Linked DNA regions of Danio rerio: region 2 is linked to region 1. A link is a contact called in public HiCAR-type data. All regions are on one chromosome and are shown on one strand. Each heading gives the region's core, a stretch centred on a gene start, on an enhancer-like site or on the middle of the called end of the contact. The rest is flanking DNA. Distances are from core to core; before and after follow the strand shown.

What was found. HiCAR-type assays count read pairs that join an accessible place to other places.
Region 2: a HiCAR-type map of caudal fin shows a contact between it and region 1, with 9 times the contacts expected there. The contact joins the promoter of rfxank here to the promoter of tjp3 in region 1. A contact is called at or near these places in 3 of 18 Hi-C or Micro-C datasets (caudal fin, embryo and an unstated tissue) and 2 of 4 datasets of contacts at active chromatin or transcription factors (caudal fin and embryo).

What each region holds. Positions count from the first base shown.
Region 1 is chr22:17,378,172-17,384,575 of GRCz12tu, reverse strand. It overlaps tjp3 (tight junction protein 3), which reads left to right and starts at 2,005. Exons shown (of 31, transcript NM_001328340.1): 1 at 2,005-2,185.
Region 2 is chr22:17,857,654-17,863,956 of GRCz12tu, reverse strand. It overlaps rfxank (regulatory factor X-associated ankyrin-containing protein), which reads left to right and starts at 4,927. Exons shown (of 7, transcript NM_001130641.1): 1 at 4,927-5,066; 2 at 5,187-5,252. The coding sequence starts at 4,967. It overlaps borcs8 (BLOC-1 related complex subunit 8), which reads right to left and starts at 2,938. Exons shown (of 6, transcript NM_001098247.2): 1 at 2,860-2,938; 2 at 2,540-2,652; 3 at 1,213-1,277; 4 at 1,006-1,113; 5 at 796-869. The coding sequence starts at 2,896. The coding sequence ends at 818. It also overlaps a transcript of nr2c2ap not described here.

The DNA of each region.
Region 1 (6,404 bases), core at 756-3,255:
TGGCTCGGTCATCTGTTTCAAATGCCTCTAGTACGCCTATAACTATGGAGGTGTTCCAGGCATGTCCCATCGGGAGGAGGCCTCAGGGAAGACCCAGGACACGCTGGAGGGACTATGTCTCATGATCCATCCGGAGGAAGTGTCTGGGGAGAGGGAAGTCTGGGGATCTCTCCTGAGACTGCTGCCCCAGAAGCAATGAATAATTTAGGATAGAGCGACATGGTGGCTCAGTGGGTAGCACTGTCGCCTCACAGCAAGAAGATCGCTGGTTCGAGTACCAACTGGGTCAGTTGGCATTTCTGTGTGGAGTTTGCATGTTCTCTCTGTGTTGGCGTGGGTTTCGTCTGGGTGCTCCGTTTTCCCCACAGTCCAAAGACATGCAGTATAGGTGAATTGAATAAACTAAATTGGTCGTAGTGTTTGTGTCTGGATGAGTGCTTATGGATGTTGTACTGGGATGCGGCTGGAAGGGCATCCGCTGAGTAAAACATATGCTGGATAAGTTGGCGGTTCGTTCCGCTGTGGCAACCCCAGATTAATGAAGGGACTAAGCCTAAGGAAAATTTATGAATTTAGGATAATTTTATCTTCTGATAACTTCCAGACCCCAGAGATATACATACCCTATGTACAGATTAATACTAGTTTAAAGCAACGTGTTCCCCTTTATTGGTTCTATGTGTTCAGAATAATGGGAATACTTCCACCACTGAAATGTAAGCATTTAAGTGCATTTTCTCATCCGGTGCGTGATTCAACGTGACTATGTTCATTTTTAATTCAGCAACTTATTTTTTAAAAGCTATTTAATTAATCTTAAAAACAACTAGCATTACATTTAAAAGGGACTGGAATATTGTTGCTTCATTTTTTAGGTAATGCGTGACTTGTTACTTAAAAAAGTAATTCGCCCCAACAAATAATTTTGTTCACTGCTGACATAATTAACTTGAAGGAAAAACGTTTTAACTGATTATTATTGTTGTTGCATAATAATACAAGAGAACATATCTAAATAATGTTGAAAACCGGTAACCATTGACTTCCATAGTACTTTTGTTTTTCCTACCATGGATGTCAATGGCTACCGCTTTCCAAAATTCTTCAGAGTATCTTCTTTTGTATAAACAGGAGAAAGAAACTCATTATGTTTGCAACCGCTTGAGGGTGAGCAAATGTTCAGTAAATTGTAATTTTGGCTGAACTATCCGTTTAATGGTAAACAAGTTTGATTAGATATTGCTTTCCCTTTAGTAGTCTACTGAGGCCACCTAGTGGTTACCCTTAAGATCCTTTAAAGTATGCAAAAGAAAAACATACAGCCATCACAATGGTACCATGGATTTTACCATGGTACAACGACAAGATAGATATATCGTAGTACAGTATTTTTTGTAAGGGTATAGGCCTACTAAATGACATCATGAAACTATAATAAATAAAACTACCAAACATACTATGTTATAAGTAGATGTGGCAAAGACTAAGGTTTTAATCTGAGATCTGATTTTAAATTAGACAGATTCATCACAGACGAAATTCATTAGCTTTCCTAAATGCACTAAATGTTGTGGCTTTTACATGCGTAATACTTTTTTGAAAGAATCTTACCTTTTTTAATCGTGTTGTTTAGTAAAGAATTTATTCAACAACTTGAGTCAGACTTGTGTGACCGCAGGCTAATCCCGCGCTTTCTCCAATGAGGGCGCTATCGTACAAGCCTAAGGAAACAAAACTTTTTTTAGAGACACCTTTAAGCATTTTCAGTCATATTACAAACTAAAAAAATCTAAAACATTCATAGAATAAAACAAACATCAAATCAGCTATTTTATCATTCTTGTACTTTTTTATTATTTCAAGTCTCACGTTTATCTCTGTTTCAAGTCTCACGTTTATCATCGAATGGAAATAAGACCAACATGCCTCTACTTTTTTTTTGAGTCTTGTTTTTTTCCCCAACATGTCTCTGTTGTGTGTATAGAAACTAGCTTGATGACGAAACTGCCCGACCTGTCTTAAACTCCTCCCCCTGCTTACAGGTACATGGTCAGGTGCTGTAGTAATGCAGGGCAATATAACGAAAGCTTTTTTAGAAATCTGCAGGTGCCAGGCCCAGTAAGGCCTGCGATACGGAGCTAACTGTATATTTTAGGGTTGTTTTTTTAAAGTGGTGCGTAATAAGGTGAGTGAAGTGTTTTTCTTTCCTGCGCTGTGTTTGTTTATCGATTGATTGTGTTGGCCTGGGTCGCATTTCACGTTTTTGCTGCCAACTGTTGACTTGCTTATGGTCATACACGACTCTGAATTGTGAAGTTTAAGATCGTGTTACTTTTACATCTGCTTAAGTTTTTCATTTAAGATTTTGAGAGTTTTTGTTTATTTGTTTTAAAATCACAGTTTGAGTTTTTTTCTAGCTTTTAGTACAACTTACTTTGTTTCTTTTAGGAAGTGTAACGTAGTTTGCGTTTAGGAAATTTAAACTTCTTGACAGTTTACATGTGAATTATGTTGATGCACTTTGATTCGTCTCATTCATTTGAGAACCAAACATATGATTAACCGTTTTTCAATTCCGAATCTTTATTTGTTTTGTGAAAGTTGCGAAAAAACTTGTAATTTTTAATCGCCTTCTGATAGTTACATGTGAACGTCGATAGATCTTATTAATCTAATATATGAAAATGAATGTCAACTGTGAATGTCGTCATCATAAGATGGCAACGTCCGATTTGTTCGAATCTTTCTTTTGAGTCGAATCTGTTGAGGTGATTCACAAAACATTTCTGAATGATTCGTACGAAAACTTAATCTTGAGTCATTATTAACACGCCGAAATAAAATTTTTAATTTAATATAATCTTAATTAGATTATAAAGCAACTGTTAGGTGAATTGATAATATTGATAAACTTAAAAAGTAAGATTAAATCTAATAGTGCTTTTTGCAGTTACAGCCTCGGATCTTTTTTATCTTTGTTCGAAAGAACCGAGTCGCGAGAACGACACCAATTTTTTAAACAGTACTGCAGAAACCAAGACTCACCTGGCTCTACAGGTTCCGCAACTCGTTGGAGTCAATACATGCTTTGTGGTTTCACTGTGGTTTCGACAATCTGCTTTCCCTTATATACACATTTCTCTTTATCTATGGCAGTCTCAATCTGTGAGTTAATAATAGACTAGTTTTGAAAGGGCTATTTAGCATGGTTAGCATAAATATGACTTTATTCAATCCTTGAAATGTCATTGTGGCAAAGTATTTCAAACCAGTATGACTTTGTCGATATACGGCCTAACAAAGCATTTACACTTATTTAATGAAATTAAGTTATCAGAACATTCTAAGCTTAAATGTTTTATATTTCATATCCCTTGTTAGTATAGTTTGCCCCAAAATGAAAATGGTCATTTCTAATAATTTACTCACTGTCAAGTAATTTTAAACCTTGTTAAGTTTCTTTCTTCTGTTAAACACAAAAAGTAACTATTTAGAAAAATGTTAGAAACCTGTATACCGATTGAGTTACTGTTGTTTTTCCTTCTGAAAGTCAACGATTACAGGATTTCAGCTTTTTATTAAAATATATTCATTGGTGTCCCACAGAAGAAAGAAACTTAAAGGTTTAAAACCACTTGAGTGTGAGTAAACTTTCACTTTTGTTTGAAAGATCCTTTTAATTTAAACACTGGTGGAAAAAAAAGTATGTACTGTTATTGCTTTGTGAACCTTATCAAAGACGAGAGTGAACTTTCTATGTATTGAAGAATGTTCATTCATAACACAGAGGGAAACTTTGTCATGTTAGCCAGAACTTTCCCTGTTAGCTGGGTGTGTAGCTTTGTTTCTTAATGTTGTCTGTCATGAAGCAGAGCAACGAGTGTAAACAGTTTTGAAGAAGTGGGCAGGACCACCAGAAACCCCTATTGGGAAAGCGTTTATATAGACTGAATGAGGGGGAACACCTTAACACAACAGCATCTGATGTGTGTTCATCATCCCTCCTCCATTTCCTGTCAAGAGTGTTGGGTGTGTGATGATTCCTGTAAACTCGCTACTCTTGGGTTTTTGGGAAAAGCTAGCTTAGATTTGTCACCTCCTGGTTTTATTTTTGTTATGAAGCTCAAGTGTTTTATGAAGGAAATGCTGCAGTAGTGAAACATTGTGTTTGCTGAATAGGGCTTCAGAATGGATTTTAACAGCTCACTATGTGGTTGTTGGGGTGATCTGGGTTGTTGTGATAGTCTGGCCTTTGGCTTTTATACGTGGCTTTTCATTTTCACTTTCTTTTTATCATTGCTAGCTGAAAAAACTTAAAATTTCACCCTCATGTTTTGTTGTTGTTGTTGTTGTTGTTGTTTTTTTTACCATGAACACATGTATTGTTTTGTTACCATTCGCTGCCACTCTGGAAAATTTTGATTTAGAGCTATTAATTTATAAAGAGATAATGCATTCATTCATTTTCTTTTTAACTTAGTCTCTTTATTAATCTGGGGTCGCCACAGCGGAATGAACCACTAACTTATCCAGCATATGTTTTACACAGCAGATGCCCTTCCAACTTCAACCCATCACTGGGAAACATCCATACACTCCTATTCACACACATGCACTTCGGACAATTTAGCCTACCTAATTCACCTGTACCGCATGTCCTTGCACCTGTGGGGGAAACCGGAGCACCCGGAGGAAACCAATGCAAACACGGGGAGAACATGCAAACTCCACACAGAAATCCCAACTAACCCAGCCAAGGATCAAACCAGAGACCTTCTTGCTGTGAGACGACAGTGCTACCCACTGTGCCACCGTGCCACCCAGAAGTAATTCATTTATATAAAAATGCATTCAGAATGAAGTTTATGAATACAACCCTCTATATCAGGGGTGGGCAAACTCGATCCTGGAAGGCCGGTGTCCTTCACAGTTTAGCTCCAACTCTAATCAAACACACCTGCATATAGATTTCTAGTGATCTTGAAGACACTGATTGGCATGTTTAGGTGTGTTTGATTGGAGATGGAGCTAAACTATGCAGGACACCGGCCCTCCAAGACCGAGTTTGCCCACCCCTGCTCTATATTCTACATTCATTTTTGAATTATTATGAGATGCCTCTCTTTTTTCAGGGGAGGATAGTTAGAACATTAAACAGGAAATGATGTAATAGGGAGGATTTTTGGCCACTTTTTGCACAATTGTGTGTCTCAAGGTCAAAAGTCACTCAAAAGATCAGAACATTTGACCTTTTTTAAGTCAATGCAAATTAAATAAATAGTGTAAATATAACGATATCTTGTTTCATAAGCATATTTATATGAAATATAATATTAGTATGGACAGTGTTTTTATATTAAACAGAGAATACTCACAATATTTTGGTTACCGAAATAAATTATGTAAATAAAACAACAAAAAATACAGTTTCTGGAGGTTATTACATGACTTCCAAGCTTTTATGATCAATGTCAGTCGTTATTTGCCCCATAAATGGTTAATATATATATATATTTTTTTTTTTTTTCCAAGTAAAAGATAATGTATCTACAAATATCACAGCTTAATCAAACCGCAGATTTTAGAATGTAAAATAATTATTAATTTCTAATATTGATAAACTATAAATGATAATAAAATAACTAGATGTAGATTATTGGAATATGTTTCAATTGCAATTTCTTTGTAATGTTTACTAGCAGTTTTCCTGCTGACATTTGATTCTACACCAGATTTATTTCACTGCTGTCAATTCACAAGCTGAAGTTTCTTTTTTTTTTTTTTTCTTTTTTTACGTGTGGTAATCTTTCTGTTCCCCTTCCTCAATCTCTGCAGAAACCTTCACTGGGTCAGTGTGAATATTAAACATTAACACACCGGCTTAATGATTATCAGCATAACTGAAGTGTAGTGCAGGTCAGCTCCCTTTAGCAGCTCGTGTATGTTAGAGACTGTTATGAGACGAAGCTATAGGGCTTATTTTTTCAGTCTCAGAGTACTTTTTAGAATAAAATAAAAATCTGGGTATTTGGATTGTATTTAAACTATTACACACATTCATCCATAATGTAGGAGTGTGCAATGATAATCATCTGGGATAATGTCATACTTATTGTTTTAACATGGTGCCGGCTGACATTAATAATTATGTCACTGATTTTGATAAATAAAAATGAATGAAAGCATGTATACTTGAAGCATAATAAAATAATTTCAGTTAAATATAAATAAAAAAATACATATTCAAGTCAATTAAAATGTTTATTATATTACCATAAAAGGTCTAAACTTTCAACTAAAAAAGGAAAATATGTTGTTAGCAAAGTCTTATCCCAACAGTATCATAGATGTTGTTTTTTTTGATGATATGATGCACAAAAAATTATGTTTGCTGTTTGTTCAAA
Region 2 (6,303 bases), core at 3,678-6,177, 480 kb before region 1:
GTGAACCTAAAAATCAAACTGTCGCAGTGTCATTTTGAACAAAGTCAGGCCAAAAAATGTAGTTTGTTACAGCAGTTTGAAATGTATAAATATGTTGAATAATTTAATTTGCATTTAAACAAAAATGCTCAGCCATAAAGTGGTAAGTTTAAATTACACATTTGAAATTACCATTTGAAATCTTATTCAAATAAACTTACCACGTTAATGCGTTCATTAGGCAGCACTATTAATAATAACATACTCAATATAATAAACAGAATTATTAGATCGCATTCTTCAAATAAACATAAAAGAAGGTAGCACAAGGGAGACAGACGGCAAAATCTAAATTAGCAATGTACCATCAGCTAGCTATTATTTATATTCTCATATATTTATATATAGGTGTAAGTAATGCTGCATGTCTGCTACATTCTTGTCTTATAAGGTGCAAAATGTGATACTTAGAGCAAAATCGGACTATTTTTACACACCTAATATAAACTTAGACGTGTAAGAAATCTAATAAATTGCTAAATAATATTGTGTAATTGTTTCTGAAACACTCTGTGTAGCTTTATACGATTGTTTTTCTTTGTTTCTTATTTGCTATAATGACATGTAAGTTTGTTGTACATAAAGGTAACATGATTGCTGCAGAAGATTATTGTCGTCTTACTTCAGTTGCAAAATAAAGGTATGGAAGAAGCTGGTCTGAATTTAGTATTTCAACTTCTCTCATTTAAAAAACAAGAGTGAAGTAAACAGCATGCAGGGTGTAAAAAGAAATTAAAAAGATGAAGCAAAACTAACCTGTTAAAATGATTTCCATGATTCAAGGTGTGACTGAAGTGTGTGCGGGTGTTTCGTTTGGATTAATCACAGCACTGAAGCCACATGCGTATTTCAAAACAGAAAAGTGAGCAAATTAAATATGAAGCAAATGAGGAAAAATTAAAGAAAGATATTAAATAATGATGTGATTTTATAAAAGCGCAAAAACAAATGGACGGCGATTACAACCTTCGTCCCTGCGAGCTGCTGATCTGTTCCTTCAGAGAAATGGCTTGCCGGAGCAGACCGTCTATGTTCTTGAAATAGAGACTACTGTTTGTCATACTTTTAACCGCACTGAAAAAAACAACAACAAAGAGAAACGGTCATGAGGTATGGTGAAGTTTTACGGGATTTAAATCAGTAGTATGATACTTCACGTAATGCATATCTTACCTGCATGCATATTCGACTGTGTAAATTGCTCCTTGACTCTGTTCCTCCCAGCTCTGCATGTCTGTCTATGAATTTAAATGATGTTAAAGTAAAACTTTTACTCATCAGGTTTTAACTATGAAGATATATATATATATATATATATATATATATATATATATATATGTATATATATATATATATATATATATATATATGTGTGTGTGTGTGTGTGTGTGTGTGTGTGCTAAAATTACTTAAAAATTTTTGTACGCATGTATGTATATCCCCGAGGTATAATAATAATAATAATAATAAAACACATTTAGAAAAATGCATTTTAATAACAATTCTGACTTCAACTGTATACATAATAATAATAATAATACATATAAAAATGCATGTTGTTTCTTATATCCAAAGCAATACTCTAATTACAAACATAAATACAAGACAATACATTTAAATGTGTCATTTAAATATTTGTTTATCTGACCGATTTGTTTATCTGACCAATTTTTGTTGCTAATTTAAATGTCTTCAAGGTAATGTTATAATGTTATATAGCAGGCTGACATCTTAATAAGCTAATAATAATCTGCATTTTAACAATATTTAAAAAAAACTTAGAGACAAAATGTTGTAAATGTTTGTAACATGTTATGTGATTTTTCAGGATGACAAAATGTTTCATCTGCATAATGTATTATTATTTCTAGCTCTAACATAAATATAAATACACAAAATAAAACAAACATCTGTTAAGTATTATTTATTGTAGATGTAAATATAATTTAAAATGCCACCAAAATAATCTAGCTAACATAATAAAAAATATATAATCTCACTAAATGTTTCAGTAAATAAATTAAATGCATGTTTCTCATACCAAAATTTAAAAAAGGATTTGTTATTTTATTTACTTTTTTGTTGCTAACTAAATTTTCATTAGATTAATTATTTGGGGAAATAGTTCAAAAGATAATGGTTAGTTTTATATTCGCACATTCATTCAGTGACATCTTGTGACACGGTGTATTGATATTTACCATGGTACTTTGAATATTTGGTCTGAAATCACATGCAAGAATGACTTTTAAAAACAACATTAGCACTATGTGTTTGACTGAACAATATTTGATAGTCATTGGCAGCAAATATGAATTAACAATTTAGAATTAGCAAAGAGAATATTTCTGAACTGATATTGTGAAGGAGAAAGTCTGAATATGTGAATATAAAACCAACTTTACCTCAGTCAAACGAACTAGTGTCTGATCAAATGTGCTTTCTGTAACCCAGAAATAAAAGCTAATCAGTATCAAAGAAAAGTGCTGAAATAACGTACCTTATGTTGCACGAGCTCTGGCAAGGATCTCCTGACATGTTCTTGTAACCTATAAAGGGCTATTGACGGTTCATTGGCTAAAACATACATACTCTCCGTGAATTTATCAGTCACTGCAGCAGAGATAAACAAAACACGTCATTAGTGTATTTCCCTCAAGTTCACAACAAACCAGCATGACGACAAACGCACAATTAAACAGTCTAATAGATGCAATGATGTAAATTAAATCTTTAAAACGATGAAGACAAAAGTACAGCAAGTCATTGTTGACCAACACGAATCAATAGGCATACAGATTTCGAATCTATCAGCGGTACCTCTTTTTACTTTCAACTGCATTTCTTGATCCTCCATTATTATTTAAAAATAAATAAATAAACGCCTGATACGACTTTGCTTCTGTAATATCAAAACACTACTGATTTCCCTAAGATTGTGCTCCCAAGAAATCATCCGGATGAACACAAGCTCAATAAATAGTTCCTAGCCTTTAGTTCTGAGGGGTTATGATTCATCTGAGTGATTCGAATCGTTTGAATCGGTTCACCAAAAAGATTTTTTTTTACTTGTTTCAAAAACAGTTAACAATAGCATGCAGAAACTTAGACCTTTAGAAAAAGACGGAGATGTTGTTACAATCTGCATAATACATTTTAAGAGGGGAGGAAAAAAATAAATATAAAGGAAACAAAAACAAAACAGAGAAGAGAGGGAAAAAAATCATTGAAAACAAAGACATTGAATGTAATTTTTGACTTTTAAAAGACTTTTTTGTTTTAACGCCCATTTAAGACACAATTTATGACTATATGTCTACGGATTTTTTCCAAAAATGTACACTTGTGAATAAAAAAAAATACTCATTATAATAAAAAGATTAACAATGTACTGAATGCAAGATTTAGAGTTGTAATAAACCAAAATTATTTCAAAAGTATTTAAAAAAATGTTAACCTTTGTCTTTTCTGAGAGATTGATACATAGTTCCGTCCAAAATTGTTTCACAAGCACATTCACAAAAAAGATGAACAATGGTTTGATTTACCAAAAATATTGAGTTACTGAATTATTCAGACTTCTGTACACTGTAAAACCCAACAGTCAACTTTATCAAATGAAATGTGTGTTGTTAACTCAACTTACTGAAAGTTAATTCTACTCATTTGAATTCAAACCAACTGAGTACTGTAAATCCTGATAAGTTAATGCAGCTCAAACCACTTGAGATAAAAAAAAAGTACTGTAAACTTAGGGCTGCACGGTGGCTCAGTGGGTAGCACATTTGCCTCACAGCAAGAAGAGCTGAAAAGAAAATGAATTAATTAATGAACAAATGCTGTGAACTTACTCCATTTAAGTTGAATTAATGAGGTATTTAATTAACTCATTACCTTCAACACTGAGTTCAAAACTCTTTTCAAATGAGTAGAATTAGCTACATTAGAATTAGTACATTTTGAGTTAACTACACTCATTGCATTTGATAGAATTGACTGTTGGGTTTTTGAAGTGTTTACAAGAACGTTGGGCTGGTTTCTTCTGAGGAAATTTTTAATTAATAAAAGTGAATGCTATAAATCTTTATAGGTTACATTCTTTATTCTGCTGATCACAAAGGACAATTTTTGAAGAAGGCTGAAAACCTGTAACCACTGAGGTAAAAAACAAATAGGCTATTATACAGGTTAACAGTTACAGCTTTTCAGCTGTTTTTTTTTTTCAATATTTTAGTTTGTGTTCAACAACTTTAACAACAAAACAAAAACAAATTATTAAATGGATAGTTTTTAAGGTGACCAGACAATACAAAAGTCTATTCTAACAACAAGAAAAACTGCCAAATTATAAATAAAGGGGCGCACTGACTCGGTTCATCCAACCAATAATAATTTTCATCCCAACTTGCTCTCAAATGCTATAGGTTCCAGCTCTATTCAGTAAAGATAAGAAAACAGTCACGCGCTTGAAAGAGTCATGGAAGTGAACAAGAACGATTCTTTAGTTCAAAGATTCGTTCAAACCCCCCCGACTCGCTTCAGAAAACCTCTTCCAGATTCTGTTCCAACTCTAATTTTTAAGACGGATGCGAATCATTCACAATCAAAAGTGCTATATCTATCATCAAAAAGTATTGTGAGCATTCGATATCATTCTTTAGACATCGAGGTTGCGTGTGTGTTGAACTGCCATTAAGTCTCCTATTTCAGTTTCACTTTTGCAAACGAATCAGGAAATAAAAGCAGCATGTATGATCCTACAAGCCTGTGAAGTTTAAGATATTATTTCCACATAAAGTGTTAGAAATCCAAGGTAAGACACTATAATTTTACATTAGAACTGCATATAAAATTGTTACTAAACTTGTTTGTTAAAGATATTTTTCAGCATTGCGTACATTTAAAGCAGGTGTAATGATCAGTGATTATGGAAAACCGTCATGACGAAAATGCTGCGAACCACTCGACCACTCTGACGAATAAACAGCGCGGGAATGAGGTCACAGTTCGACCGGCCACTTTAGACAGTGAGTCTGTCACTTTCTACCGTGCATATGGAAGGCAGATTTGAAATAAATCGTCCTTTAAAAGTAAATATGTGATGTAATTGAAGGTAATAATGAGTTTTCATTTTGTCTTGTGTTTAGACCTCTCAATTCATCAACTCGCAGCCCATGGAGAGATTCCACAACTGGAGATACATTTATCCAAAGGTATCCAATACTAATACCAATATCAGTAAATAAATGGTATTATCCAACACTTGCAATATAGTGTGTGTTTGGTGATCTCATACTTGAACAGATAAATAAATCAGTATAGAACAATTTCTGAAACAGTAATAAATGAACATCCAAATGTTTATTCAACATTTGCTGAAATAAATACTGTTGAAATAACCCAAATATAAGGATATGCATAGAAATTAATCGCACAAAGTTCTCTGCTCAACAGTTAAGATGAGGAATAACTAAATATATACCCAACACCTGCTGAACAAAATTAGTTAAAGAAGCTAACTTTAAACGCTCAAAAATTACATTCTTGAGGTGCAACCCTGGTAGAACCCTGGTGCAACAACAATAATGCTTCTATATATAACCCTTCAAGAGCAAAAACCCTTTTTTGATTAAAATAGTTCTATAACTACACTCACCGGCCACTTTATTAGGTACACCTTACTATTACCGAGTAGGACCCCGTTTTGCCTTCAGAACTGCCTTAATCCTTCGTAGCATAGATTCAACAAGGGAGATTTTAGTCCATATTGACATAATAGCCTCATGCAGTTGCTGCAGATCTGTCGGCTGCACATCCATGATGCAAATTTCCCGTTTAACCACATTCCAAGGGTGCTCTATTGGATTGACATATGGTAATTGTGGAGGCCATTTGAGTACAGTGAACTCATTGTCATCAGTCTGATGAGTTGCGCTTTATGACATGGCGCCTAATCCTGCTGAAAGTAGCCATCAGAAGAAGGGTACACTGGTCATAAAGGGATGGACATGGTCGGCAACATTACTCAGGTAGGCTGTGGCGCTGACACGATGCTCAAGTGGTACTGATGGGCCAAAAGTGTGCCAATGTCCCCCACACCATTACACCACCACCATCAGCCAGAACCGTTGATACAAGGCAAGATGGATCCATACTTAGAGATGGTTGTGTGTGAAAATCCCAGATTAGCAGTTTCTGAAATACTCAAACGTTCATGCCAATGTTCATGTCACAAAATCAAAGTCACTCAAATCACCTTTCCTC